Regions from separate parts of the Macaca mulatta genome. Here region 2 is linked to region 1. Evidence: chromatin contacts called from public Hi-C data. All regions are on one chromosome and are shown on one strand. The core of a region is the stretch at or near the end of the contact, and the rest is flanking DNA. Distances in the headings are between cores, read along the strand shown. Region 1 holds the start of AP2S1 (adaptor related protein complex 2 subunit sigma 1). Region 2 holds the start of TMEM160 (transmembrane protein 160).

Region 1 (6,627 bases), core at 2,010-4,509:
TCGCCCGGGCTGGAGTGCAGTGGCCGGATCTCAGCTCACTGCAAGCTCCGCCTCCCGGGTTTACGCCATTCTCCTGCCTCAGCCTCCCGAGTAGCTGGGAATACAGGCGCCCGCCATCTCGCCCGGCTAGTTTTTTGTATTTTTTAGTAGAGACGGGGTTTCACTGTGTTCGCCAGGATGGTCTCGATCTCCTGACCTCGTGATCCACCCATCTCGGCCTCCCAAAGTGCTGGGATTACAGGCTTGAGCCACCGCGCCCGGCCGTCTCTCTCTCTTTTTTTTTGTAGAGACAGAGTCTTGCTATGTTGCCCTGGCTGGTCTTAAACTCCTGGGCTCAAGCAATTCTCCCACGTCAGCCTCCCAAAGTGCTAGGATTACAGGCACGAGCCACCGTGCCCAGCCTTGTCTGCCTCTCTAGGCCTCAGTTTCCTCACCAGCAAAACAAGTCTCCCAAGAAGATTCATCTCGCCAGGGTGGTTTTTCATTATTGTTTTTTGTTATTTTTAAATGTTTAGTGTTTCGTCTGTCACCCAGGCTGGAGTGCAATGGTGCAATCTTGGCTCACTGTAACCTCCACCTCCTGGGTTGAAACAATTCTCCTGCCTCAGTGTCCTGAGTAGCTGGGATTACCGGCACCTGCCACGACACCTGGCTAATTTTTGTATTTTTGGTAGAGACGGGGTTTCACCATGTTGGCCAGGCTAGTCTCGAACTCCTGACCTCAGGTGATCCACCCGCCTCTGCCTCCCAAAGTGTGGGGTTATAGGCATGGGCCACCATGCCCAGCCAACCAGGGTTTTTTTAAAGGTTAAAAAAAAGTTTATAAACTTAGTCCAGTGGCTAGGAGGTGGTAGATACTCAAATGTTTGAGGTTCAGACTCCTTTGGGCTAAGTCTCAGCTCTGCCACTTCTTTTTTTCTCTTTGCTTACTAACTTTTTATAAAATTGAAATGTAATTCACACACTATAAAATCCATCCACTTAAAATGTAGACAGTTAAAATGGGTTTTGGTATATTCTCTTAGTATATATTCACAGTTGTGTAAAAATCACCACTATCTTTTTTTTTTTTTTTTTGAGACAGAGTCTCACTCTGTCGCCTAGGCTAGACTGCAATGACACTGTCTCAGCTCACTGCAACCTCTGCCTCCCAGGTTCAAGCGATTCTCCTGCCTCAGCCTCCTAAGTACCTGGGATTACAGGCGCATGCCACCATGCCCGGCTAATTTTTGTATTTTTAGTAGAGATGGGGTTTCACTATGTTGGTCAGGCTGGTCTCGAACTCCTGACTTTGTGATCTGCCCGCCTCAGCCTCCCAAAATGCTGGGATTACAGGCATGAGCCACTGTGCCCGGCCTTTTCTCTTTTCTTTTCTTTTTTTTTTTTTTGAGACAGAATCTCACTCTGTCACCTAGGCCAGTGGCACAGTCTCGGCTTACTGCAGCCTCTGCCTCCCGGGTTCAAGCGATCCTCCTGCCTCAGGCTCCCAAGTAGCTGGGATTACAGGCGTCCACCACCACGCCTGGCTAATTTTTGTATTTTTAGTAGAGAGGGGGGTCTTACCATGTTGACCAGGCTGGTCTCGAACTCCTGACCTCATGTGACCAGCCTGCCTCAGCCTCCCAAAGTGCTGAGATTACAGGCATGAGTCACCACCCCAGCCTGAGAGTCTTCTCTTAGGAAAGAGTCCACTCTCTTTCCTAAGCCTCATTCTCCACACACTCTATCCTCCCTCCCCCAACCAACCAAACTGGACTGCAACAGGATGTTACACTCTCCTTCCAAGAACTCCTTCTGCTGAGCCAGGGAAAACCACTTCCTAGCAGGGGAGGGGTCCCGGGCAGGAAGGGACATTGGGGGACCTACACCAGGCAGCCACAGCCTGGGAGCCAAGCCCGAGACATATGCACAGAGTTAGGAGAACTAGAAGCAAACCCACAGAGTTGACAAAACGCTCTGCCTCTTGCTCCCAAATTCCCTCGTATACCTCTCCCTGTTTTCTTCCCAATCGGAATCTCAAGTCCCCTCCGTCCTGAATCCCTGCATCCTCACGCCTCTACCGTCCCCCCTAGATGCCCCCCAACCTTCCCTGTCTCCAATCCCCCTCATCTGGAGTTGTTCCCTTTTGACCTCCACTTTCTCGGTCTTAGTTCCCCTCCTTGGGGCCTCAATGGGCTTTTTATTGGTGACATCCCTTGTTCCACTCCCAGGTTTCCTCCCTTCTTCAAAAGGTCACATTTTGCCTCCAAGGACCCTGTTCCTGGAGGAGACTCCGCCCCGACTCTGACACCCTTTCCCATTCGTTTTCTTTCCCAACTTCCAGCCCGAGGAACCCTTTCCTAGATCCAAAGCCCCAACCTGGGGGATAGGGGCACTCCTAAATCCAATGTTCAGTCTTTGCCCCAACAAAGATTCCTCCCCAGATCTCACACTTTCAAGCCTACTCCCCACCCCACAAGATCTCTCTTTTTGGAAAGACCTATTCAATTGCTATTCAATTGCTCCCCATTCATTCCGAGTGTCTATCTTATCTCCAGGCCCTCTCTCCTTTTACAGAGCTCTCCCAGACGCTTAAGTCTCATTCCCTACAGTTGCCTCCTTTTGGTTTCCTGTGCCAGGTCTCTTCTCCTTGAGATGATCCCTCTCTCATAGGCAGTCTCCTGCCCCTGTTTCAACATCCCCTCTCCACCTGCAATCAGATCCTTGTCTCTAGAGACTCCTCCCACCAAGAAAACCTCCCTCCCCTTTTCCAAGGTCTCGCGTTCTTGTCCCAGCGCTCCCGCCACACTTCCAGAGCGCCTTCCTCTTTGGGACGCCCCCTCCCCACCTCCAATGCCTTCTCGCTACCCCCAAGACTGTGTCTCACGAGTTTCCTCCCGTTTCAAAGCTTCCAACTATCTACAATGTCTCCCACCTGCACGGCCCTTTCCCCTTGGAACACCACCCCAATGCCTGTCGCCGCGAGACCCCTGGTAACCCCCGCGCTTAGAATCACCGCCCTGTGCCCTCCTTCCCGGCCCTGGCCCCAATCCCCGGAGCCCGCGCCCGACCCAGACCATCCGCAGCAGAGAAGGGGCTTGTCAGCGCCCAATCGAGCCTCGGCTATTTACGCGTGGACCCCCCTCCGCCAGTCCCAGGCGTAGCGCGCCCCCGTTACCATGGCGACCCCCGTCCGGACCCCAGCGGCCCCGGTCCCGCGGCGACTGGGCAGCTCCGGCTCAGGGTGCAGTTGTAGGGCCCAGAGCTAGAGCGGACTTCCGGTAGAAAAACCCGCCTTCCCTCTCGCGCACAGACCCCTGGGAGTTGTAGTTTCACCAATGGGGCCAGCCTGGGTGAAGATGGGTGAAGAGTCACAGCCAGTCCTTTTCCTACTAAACGAGTCAGATCCCAAGTGCATGCTGGGATTTGTGGACAAACATCTTTACAGAGGACTACAGTTCCCAAGATGATGAAGAACCAGCGGTGCAGGCGTTGCATTCGGGGAAATGTAGTTCTCTTAGGCACCCCCCCCCCCCCAACCCCAGAGAGAAGGGCATGCTGGGAATAGTAGTTTTAAATTTTGAAAAACTGTCCTGGGGAGCTAGAAAATGTCTTTCCATTCCTCATTCAGTGATTTCTTCAATTTTTTTTTTTAAATAGAGACGGGTCTAGATATATTGCCTAGGTTGATCTCGAACTCAGTTCAAGCGACCCTCAGCCTCCCAAATCACCAAGATTACAGGCATGAGCCACCACCACACCAAGCCAGTGCTTTGCTTAAAACATGTTGCATGTGTCTCTCGGGAGACAACAGTTTAAGAGCATGCATTTGAACCGGCCGGGCGTGGTGGCTCACCCCTGTAATCCCAGCAGTTTGGGAGTCCGAGGCGGGCGGATCACTTGGTCGGGAGTTCGAGAGACCAACCTGACCAGCATGGTGAAACCCCCATCTCTATTAAAAATACAAAAAATTAGCCGGGCATGGTGGTGCGCACCTACAATCCCAGCTACTCAGGAGGCTGAGGCAGGAGAATCACTTGAACCCAGGAGGCAGAGGTTGCAGTGAGCCCAGATCTCACCACTGCACCCCAGCTTGGGCAATAAAGACTCCAAAAAAAAAAAAATCTCTAGGTTGGCCAGGGTGTGGTGGCTCATGCCTGTAATCTCAGCACTTTGAGAGGCTAAGGTGGGTGGATCACCTGAGGTCAGGAGTTCGAGACCAGCGTGGCCAAAATGGTGAAACCCTGTTTCCACTAAAAATACAAAAATTAGCTGGGTGTGATGGAAGGTGCCTGTAATCCCAGCTACTCAGGAAACTGAGGCAGGAGAATTGCTTGAACCCGGGAGGCAAAGGTTTCAGTGAGCCGAGATCATACCATTACACTCTAGCTGGAGTGACAAGAGCAAAACTCTGTCAAAAAAAAAAAAAAAAAGCAAAAACTCCAGGTCCGCAGTTAGTTTAGTTTTTTTGATGTGTTTTGCTTTTGTCTTTGTTTTTTTCCTGAAAGAGGGTCTCCCTTGGTCACCCAGGCTGTAGTACAGTGGCATGATCTCAGCTCACTGCAGCCTCAACCTGCTGGGCCCAAGCGATCCCCTGGCTTCAGCCTCCCGAGTTGCTGAGACTACATACACATGCCGTCACACCTGGCTATTTTTGGGTACTTTTTGTAGAGACAGGGTCTTGCTATGTTGCCTAGGCTGCTCTTGAACTCCTGAGTTCAAGCGATCCTTCCTCTTCCACCTCTCAAAGTATTGAGATTACAGGCATGAGTCACCATGCCCAACCTAGTTTGGTTTTTTTAAATGGCCTTTATTACATTTTAAAAATTATTTCATTTGCCCTATGAGTATGTAGTGTATGTTTGTCTAGATCTCTCATTAGGTAGTGAGTTGTTGAGGGCAGGGACCCTGTCTGATAACTGTATCTTCATTACCTAGAACATGATGACAGATGGTAAGCAGTCAATAAAGTTATTACTATTAGTACTGAGGGGAGATTGGCCCTAATAAGAACAAAGCAGGCCAGGCGTGGTGGCTCACTCCAGTAATCCCAGCACTTTGGGAGGCCAAGACGGGCAGATAACCTGAGGTCAGGAGTTTGAGACCAGCCTGTCCAACATGGCGAAACAGCATCTCTACTAAAAATACAAAAATTGGCCAGGCTTGGTAGCACATGCCTGTAGTACCAGCTACTCGGGAGGCTGAGGCAAGAGAAGTGCTTGAACCCTGGAGGTGGAGGTTGTGGTGAGCCGAGATTTTGCCACTGCACTCCAGCCTGGGGGACAGAGAGAGACTCTGTTTAAAAAAAAAAAAAAAGGCCGGGCGCGGTGGCTCAAGCCTGTAATCCCAGCACTTTGGGAGGCCGAGACAGGTGGATCATGAGGTCAGGAGATCGAGACCATCCTGGCTAACACAGTGAAACCCCGTCTCTACTAAAAAATACAAAAAAAAAACTAGCCGGGTGAGGTGGCGGGCGCCTGTAGTCCCAGCTACTCGGGAGGCTGAGGCAGGAGAATAGCGTGGACCCGGGAGGCGGAGCTTGCAGTGAGCTGAGATCCGGCCACTGCACTCCAGCCTGGGAGACAGAGCGAGACTCCGTCTCAAAAAAAAAAAAAATAAAAAATAAAATAAAATAAAAAATTTAAAAAAATTAATTAAATAAATAAAACAGAGTGTATTATGGAATTATGTAAATTTAAGGGATAGTACTGGCAGAATTACCAACACATTGTTGTTGAATATTACAGGGGCAAAAAGAGGCCAGAGATCATTTCTGTCTTATGTACTTTTTGTCTCCAACAGGGTTGATACTAGGATGACATAAGCAAAGTGTCCAGCTTGCAAAATTTTAAAAGGACCTCACTCTTACATGCCAATTCCTCTCTTACACAGGACTGAGAACATGTGCCTCATTAAATTTTGTGCCCTTGCCTCCCCTTAGTCCCAGTCCTGATCTCCAGTGCTCAACTTCATACTTGGCACAAGTCTGGTGTTCAATAAACATTTGTTGAATGAATGAATGCATTTGCAGCAAGAAAACAGACACAGCCCCCACCCTCACAGCATTCACAGTATAACAGGAAAAATGGACTTAAATGACATAACACAAATAAATTTTAAGGCCAGGCGCAGTGGTCATCCCTGTAATCCCAGCACTTTGGGAGGCTGAGGTGGGTGGATCACCTGAGGTTGGGAGTTCAAGAGCAGTCTGGCCAACATGGTGAAACCCCATCTCTACTAAAAGTACAAAAATTAGCTGGGCATAGTAGCTTGTGACTGTACTCCCAGCTACTTGGGAGGCTGAGGCACGAGAATCACTTGAACCCGGGAGGTAGAAGTTGTTGTGAGCTGAGAGTGTGCCACTTCACTCCAGCCTGGGCAACAGAGTGAAATTCTATCTCAAAAGAAAATAAAAAAAGGCCGGGCACGGTGGCTCATGCCTGTAATCCCAGCACTTTGGGAGGCCAAGGTAGTCAAATCACCAAAGGTCAGGAGTTTAAGACCAGCCTGGCCAACATGATGAAACCCTGTCTCTACTAAAAATACTTTTTAAAAAATTAGCTGGGTATGGTGGCAGGTGCCTGTAATTCCAGCTACTCGGGAGACTGAGGCAGGAGAATCACTTGAACCCAGGAGGCGGAGGTTGCA
Region 2 (6,627 bases), core at 3,024-5,523, 210 kb after region 1:
GTCTCTACCCTCTAGATGCCATTGGTACCCTCCCCAGAGTTGTGACACCCCAAAATATCTCCAGACATTGCCAGGTCTCTCCTGGGGACAGAACCACTCCCAGCTGGCCGGGCGCAGTGGCTCACGCCTGTAATCCCAGCACTTTGGGAGGCTCAGGCAGGCAGATCACCTGAGGTAGAGTCTGAGACCAGTCTGGCCAACATGGCGACACCCCATCTCTACTTAAAATAGAAAAATTAGCTAGGTGTGGTGGCGTGCCCTGTAATCCCAGCTACTCGGGAGGCTGAGGCAGGAGAATAGCTTGAACCCCAGAGGCGGAAGTTGCAGTGAGCCCAGATGGTGCTAGTGCACGCCAGCCTGGGGGACAGGGCAAGACTCCCTCTCAAAAAAAAAAAAAAAAAAAAAAGAACCACTCCCAGCTGAGAACTACAGGTCTGTCCCGTTGAGCACAGCTCCATTCCAAAGACAGGAAGACTGAGGGCTGGGGACACACACAGGCCCTGACCATCTTCCTCTTCCAGAGCTAGAGCCTCCGACTGAAGGGAAGCAGGCTGCCCCTGCGGAGAACGAGGTCCCCCAGACCCAGGGCAAACGCATCAAAGTGGAGCCCAGCCCGAGGGAAACCAAAGGCTCAGAGGACAGTGGCGATGAGGATCCCTCCGGCCACCCGGCCACCCCGCGGCCCGAGTTCACCTCTGTCATCCGGGCAGGGGTCCTGAAGCAGGATCCGGTGCGGCCATGGGGCCTGGCGCCTCCCGGGGACCCCCCGCCCGCCCTCCTGCACGCGGGCTTCCTGCCACCGGTAGTGCGAGGCCTGTGCACGCCCGGCACCATCCGCTACGGCCCCGCGGAGCTGGGCCTGGTGTACCCGCACCTGCAGAGGCTGGGTCCGGGCCCCGCGCTCCCGGAGGCCTTTTACCCGCCCCTGGGCCTGCCCTACCCGGGGCCCGCGGGCACCAGGCTGCCGCGGAAGGGGGACTGAGGACTGGCAGAGCCGCCGGCACTGGACCCTGCGACGACTGGGGGCCCCCCGGGACAGCGGGCCCGACTGTGCCCGTAGCCCTGACAATTAAACGCCAGCTCTCCCTGCAGTGGTTTGGGCTCCGGGCTGTGAGCTCCTTTGTCCATTTCGGTCTCCCCCCAGGTCCTCTCCTCCCTCTCCCACCACCCGCCCTCCCGCCTCTCCAGTTAGTCCGCTCCTCGCCGCCCTTCCCCAAGGAACACGAACCAGCACTCTGCATCTGGAGGAGGGGAGGTCAGGTTTTAATGTCCCAGTCCTCGGGCGCTGTCGTCCAGCGCCTGCCAGGCCCCACAGCCGTGTCGCTCACTCGGGTGGCGGCCGACCCGCCTCATCAGGGCCTTCTGTGGAGGCCGTCCCGTCGTCCTCGGGCACCAGCTCCACGTCCAGCTCCAGCTGCCCCATGTAGAGGCCCACTGCGCACGCCCAGAGCAGGCTGGCGGCAAGCACGGTGCCCACGCCCACGGCCGCGCCCCCCAGCGTCAGCTGCATGGGCCCTCGCAGCGCCGCCAGGCCCACCGCGTACGAGGCACTGCCCCACACCACGCACAGGCCGCCCAGCAGGAAGAAGCCTGCGGGAGAGGCAGGGTAGCGACAGGGCCAAGGTCGGGGGACGAAAAGGTATCGGGGGTGTGGGGAATGGTCTGGGAGCAAAGCCAGGGTTGAGGAGACAGGAACAGAGGCAGGGCCGTGCCAGGGGCTGGACTGCATCTTTGAGAATCAGATCGGAGGGGAGGGGACCATAGCCATGTCCTGGGCCACCCATTCAGATGGGCCCATGGGAGGGGTGTCTTCCTGGTGGGGGAAGAATGGGGGTTCTGTGCTTACTACTGGGAGTGGGATGGGATGGGAAAGTCTACCCTCACCAGGACAGGTGGTAGGGGCTCTGGATTCCCTGGTTCCCTGGTGGAGGTGAGAGTGGGGATCTGTACTCACCATATGCTGCTTCGCGACCCATGTCACTCTGCATGAAGGAGATGACTCCGATGCCCGATGCCAGGAGGCCATTTCGGAACCAGGAGAGAAAGGCTGGAGGGAGGGAGACATGGGGGGATTAACATCACCCCCAACCCTACCTCCTCAATCTCCCTTGCCCTGTAAAACTGAAGGGGCTCCCCCTTCAGCTCACTCCACCCCATGCAGCCACAAGGCAAGCCCACCCCAAATCCTCACCTCTTCCTGGAAGTCCCTCACCTAACCACATCCCCCCACATGCTCTCTGGCCTCCACCTCAGTGCCCCTCTCCCCCAAACTCTGTAACACTAAGGATTCAAGGGCTGGGTGCGGTGGCTCACGCCTGTAGTTCCAGCACTTTGGGAGGCCAAGGCAGGTAGATCACGAGGTCAGGAGTTTGAGACTAGCCTGGCCAACATAGTCAAACCCCGTCTCTACTAAAAATACTAAAATTAGCAGGGTGTGGTGGCACGTGCCTGTAGTCCCAGCTATTCGGGAAGCTGAGGGAGGAGAATCACTTGAATCCAGGAGGTGGAGTTTGTAGTGAGCCAAGATCTTGCCACAGCACTCCAGCCTGGGTGACAGAGCGAGACTCCGTCTCAAAAAAATAAATAAAGGATTCAAGATAGTCCCTGCAGAATGTGGAGGACAATCCAGGGGCAAAATTGCAGAACCTCCAATCTGAAGAGCCATCCTGACCAACCCCCTCCCTCTATGTATATCCCCACGGCCTGCCTACTTACTTCTTTCTCAGAACTCTGGGGCAAACTTTCCTAACCCAGGCCGCACTTCAGCCTCGCCCTTCCTTTCCTTCAAATGCCGCCATCTCCTACCGAGTATGGCCTGCGCCAATCCCATCCACGTCCGTCCCCATTCAAGTCCCTTACAAACAGCCCACCACACCCTATATCTAGATACCCAGTACTGGCCCAGTGAGGTGGCTCACGCCTGTAATCCCAGCACTTTGGGAAGCCAAGGCAAGATTGTATGAGCCCAAGAGTTCAGACCAGCCTGGGCAACAAAGCGAGACCCCGTCTCTGCATAAATTAAAATAGTTGGGCACGGTGGTGTATGCCTGTAGCGCCAGCTAAGCAGGAGGCTGAGGCAAGAGGATGACTTGAGTCCAGGAGTTGAAGGCTGCAGTGGGCTAAAATTGTGCCACTGCACTCAAGCCTGGGTGACAGAGCAAAACATTGTCATTAAAAAAATAAAATTGGCCGGGCGCGGTGGCTCAAGCCTGTAATCCCAGCACTTTGGGAGGCCGAGACGGGCGGATCACGAGGTTAGGAGATCGAGACCATCCTGGCTAACACGGTGAAACCCCGTCTCTACTAAAAAATACAAAAAACTAGCCGGGCGAGGTGGCGGGCGCCTGTAGTCACAGCTACTTGAGAGGCTGAGGCAGGAGAATGGCGTAAACCCGGGAGGCGGAGCTTGCAGTGAGCTGAGATCCGGCCACTGCACTCCAGCCCCGATGACAGAGCGAGACTCCGTCTCAAAAAAATAAATTAATTAAATTAAATTAAATTAAATTAAATTAAAAAAAAAAATAGATGGCCACTCCGCTACATTCTGGACCTCGCCTCCGTCACAAGCCCCGCCCCCTGCAGCCTAGATCACCTCCCCCTCCAATCAGCAGAGAGCTTTTTCCCTATTGGTTGTCCCCTCCTCCAATCCTGAACTTCCCCCTCGTCTGCGGGGATCCACACTCCCGCTCTCTGCACAGTGGTGGCCTCTGTAATCGGGACGGACCCCTCTAGTACCCAACTCCACAGACTCTAAGCTTTCCCTGGAAGCCCCTCTTCACACGACAGGCGCGATTCTACGAGGCTGCCTCGCGCAACCCTACCACCCCCTCCAATCCCTACGGCGCCCCGTTACGCGGGGTCCTCGTCCTCCCCGAAAGCCCATCCTCTCTGCGGGCACCTGCGCTCTTGCACTCTGCGCTTCCGTGCGCTCACACTGAAGCCCTTCTCGGAGCCGAGCCCGGGCCCCGTTTCCTGCAGAAGCCTCCGCCCCATCGAGGTTCCACGCGCGCCCGGGACCCCCGTCCCATCCACGCCGCCCCCACCTCCAGCCACCGACCTGTCTCGTGCGCCTTTCGGAGGAGCCAGGCGTCCGCACGGTCCAGCTCGGACACTGGGGGCGGCGAAGCCCCGGCGCGGGGACCGTGGCCGGGGGCGAAGGACCCCCGGGCGCCCCCGCTCCGGGGCCGCTGAGGCGGCAGTAGCGACCTCCGGAAGCGGAGACGGGCGAGGCGAGCGGCCCGAGCCCACCACCAGCCGCCTCCCATGGTTCGCACTACGGGCGCCGCGCGCCGTACCGCCCCACGGGCCTCCTGTAGGTTGCAACCCATGTCACTCAGGCTGAATGGCTTACCCATTGGCTATGCGCTCGCCACTCAGTTTCGGCGTGAACTGTCCATTGGTCGGAATGGTAGTGATTCCCTCCTCTGTCATCTAGGCCGGTAGTGCGCGTCCCTCCTTGATTTTGTCACTGGACTACGAATCCCAGCGATCATTGCGTTCGGGGAAAGACGATCTACAGAAGTCGTAGGCGAGATGTCTGCTGGAACTTGTAGTTTTTATTCTATTTTTTTTTTTTTAACGGAGTACACGCTGAACACCTATTGTAGTTCTTTTCTTTTCCTTTCTCTCTCTCTATTTCTTTCCTTCCTTCCTTCTTTCTTTCTCTTTCCTTCCTTCTCTTTCTTCTTTCTCTCCTTCCTTCCCTCCTTCCTTCCTTCCTTCCTTCCTTCTCTTTCTTCTTTCTTTTTCTCCTTCCTTCCCTCCTTCCTTCCTTCCTTTCCTCCCTCTTCTTTTCTCTTTTCTTTTCTTCTTTTTTTTTCTTCGGAGACTGAGTCTTGCTCTGTCGCCCAGGCTGCAGTGCAGTGGCGTGATCTCGGCTCACTGCAACCTCCGCCTCTCGGGTTCAAGCAATTCTCCGGCCTCAGCCTCCCGCATAGCTGGGATTAGAGGCACCTGCCATCACGCCCGGCTAATTTTTGTATTTTTAGTAAAGACGGGGTTTCACCATGTTGGTCAGGCTGGTCTCAAACTCCTGACCTCATGATCTGACCGCTTCAGCCTCCCAAAGCACTGGGGTTACAGGCGTGAGCCACCGCACCCGGCCTGTAGTTTGTATTAATTACGTCAATTCCAATGGCCAGAAAACAAAACAAAACGTGGGGCACTTAATGGAGAATCTTTGCAAAATCTTGAAGATCTCAGAAAGGAGAGTAAACCTCAACAGTAATTCCACCAATGAGTGATTACTACTACCATCTTGTATTCCTGTCCAGTGTTTTTTCTATGCAGATATAAAATAAGATGCCACCTGACCATTAATTTTTCTTCACATAACAATATATTGTGATCATTAACCCAAAGCATTGATTTTTTATGGCTTTTTTTTTTTTTTTAATTCTAAGTATCAGGCCAGGCCAGGCGCAGTGGCTCACGCCTGTAATCTCAACACATTTTGGGAGGCTGAGGCAGGCAGATCATTTGAGGTCAGGAGTTTGAGACCAGCCTGGTGAAACCCTGTCTCTACTACAAATACAAAAATTATGGCCTGGCATAGTGGCTCACGCCTAAAGTGAGGCCAAGGTGGGTGGGTCACCTGAGGTCAGGAATTCGAGACCAGCCTGGCCAACATGGTGAAACCCCATCTCTACTAAAGATACAAAAAATTAGCCGGGCATGGTGGCGTGTACCTGTAATCCCAGCTACTCGGGAGGCTGAGGCAGGAGAATCACTTGAACCCGGTTGCAGTGAGCCAAGATCACGCCATTGCACCCCAGCCTCGGCGACAGGGCGAGACTCCATCTCAAAAAATTATTATTATTATTATTATTATCATTGCTAAAAAGTTAAATAAATATCAGGCCAGGCATGGTAGCTCACACCTATTATCCTAGCTGTTTGAGAAGTTGAGGCAGGTGGATCGCTGGAGCTCAGAAGTTCGAGACCAGCATGGGCAACATGGTGAAACCCCATCTCTGTAAAAAATACCAAAGAAAGGCCGGGCGCGGTGGCTCACACCTGTAATCCCAGCACTTTGGGAGGCCGAGACGGGTAGATCACGAGGTCAGGAGATCAAGACCATGCTGGCTAACATGGTGAAACCCCGTCTCTACTAAAATACAAAAAAAATTAGCCGGGCGTGGTGGCAGGCACCTGTAGTCCCAGCTACTCGGGAGGCTGAGGCAGGAGAATGGCGTGAACCCGGGAGGTGGAGCTTGCAGTGAGCCAAGATAGCGCCACTGAACTCCAGCCTGGGCCACAGAGACTCCGTCTCAAAAAAAAAAAAAAAAAATTGCTGGGCATTGTGGCGCATGCCTGTAGTCCCAGCTACCTGGGGAACTGAGGCAGGAGAATCACTTGAACCCAGGAGAGCGAGGCTGCAGTGAGCCAAGATTGCACCACTGCACTCCAGCATGGGTGAAAAAGTGAGACCCTGTCTCAAAAAAAAAAAAAAAAGAAAAGAAAAGAAAAAAAAGAAAAAAAATCTATTTTGAATATGGTTCCAAATGTAGGGTCCAGTGAAAAGTAATTCGTATGGGTTCCCACTCTCGGCTTTGGATTCCTCCTCCCTCTAACTCTGTACAGGGGAGACTCTTCCTTCACCCTTCCTTCTTGCCCCTTCTTGCCTAT

What was found. Hi-C and Micro-C count contacts between places; a contact is called where the count stands out from the background.
Region 2: a contact with region 1 is called in a Hi-C map of CD4 T cells, with 6 times the contacts expected there. The contact joins the promoter of TMEM160 here to the promoter of AP2S1 in region 1. A contact is called at or near these places in 2 of 14 Hi-C or Micro-C datasets (CD4 T cells and liver).

What each region holds. Positions count from the first base shown.
Region 1 is chr19:59,317,434-59,324,060 of T2T-MMU8v2.0, forward strand. AP2S1 (adaptor related protein complex 2 subunit sigma 1) reads right to left here and starts at 3,260. Exons shown (of 5, transcript NM_001261143.2): 1 at 3,158-3,260. The coding sequence starts at 3,160.
Region 2 is chr19:59,524,273-59,530,899 of T2T-MMU8v2.0, forward strand. It overlaps TMEM160 (transmembrane protein 160), which reads right to left and starts at 4,274. Exons shown (of 3, transcript NM_001266299.2): 1 at 4,058-4,274; 2 at 1,955-2,047; 3 at 1,247-1,590. The coding sequence starts at 4,265. The coding sequence ends at 1,325. It overlaps NPAS1 (neuronal PAS domain protein 1), which reads left to right. Exons shown (of 13, transcript XM_077980601.1): 13 at 522-1,091. The coding sequence ends at 982.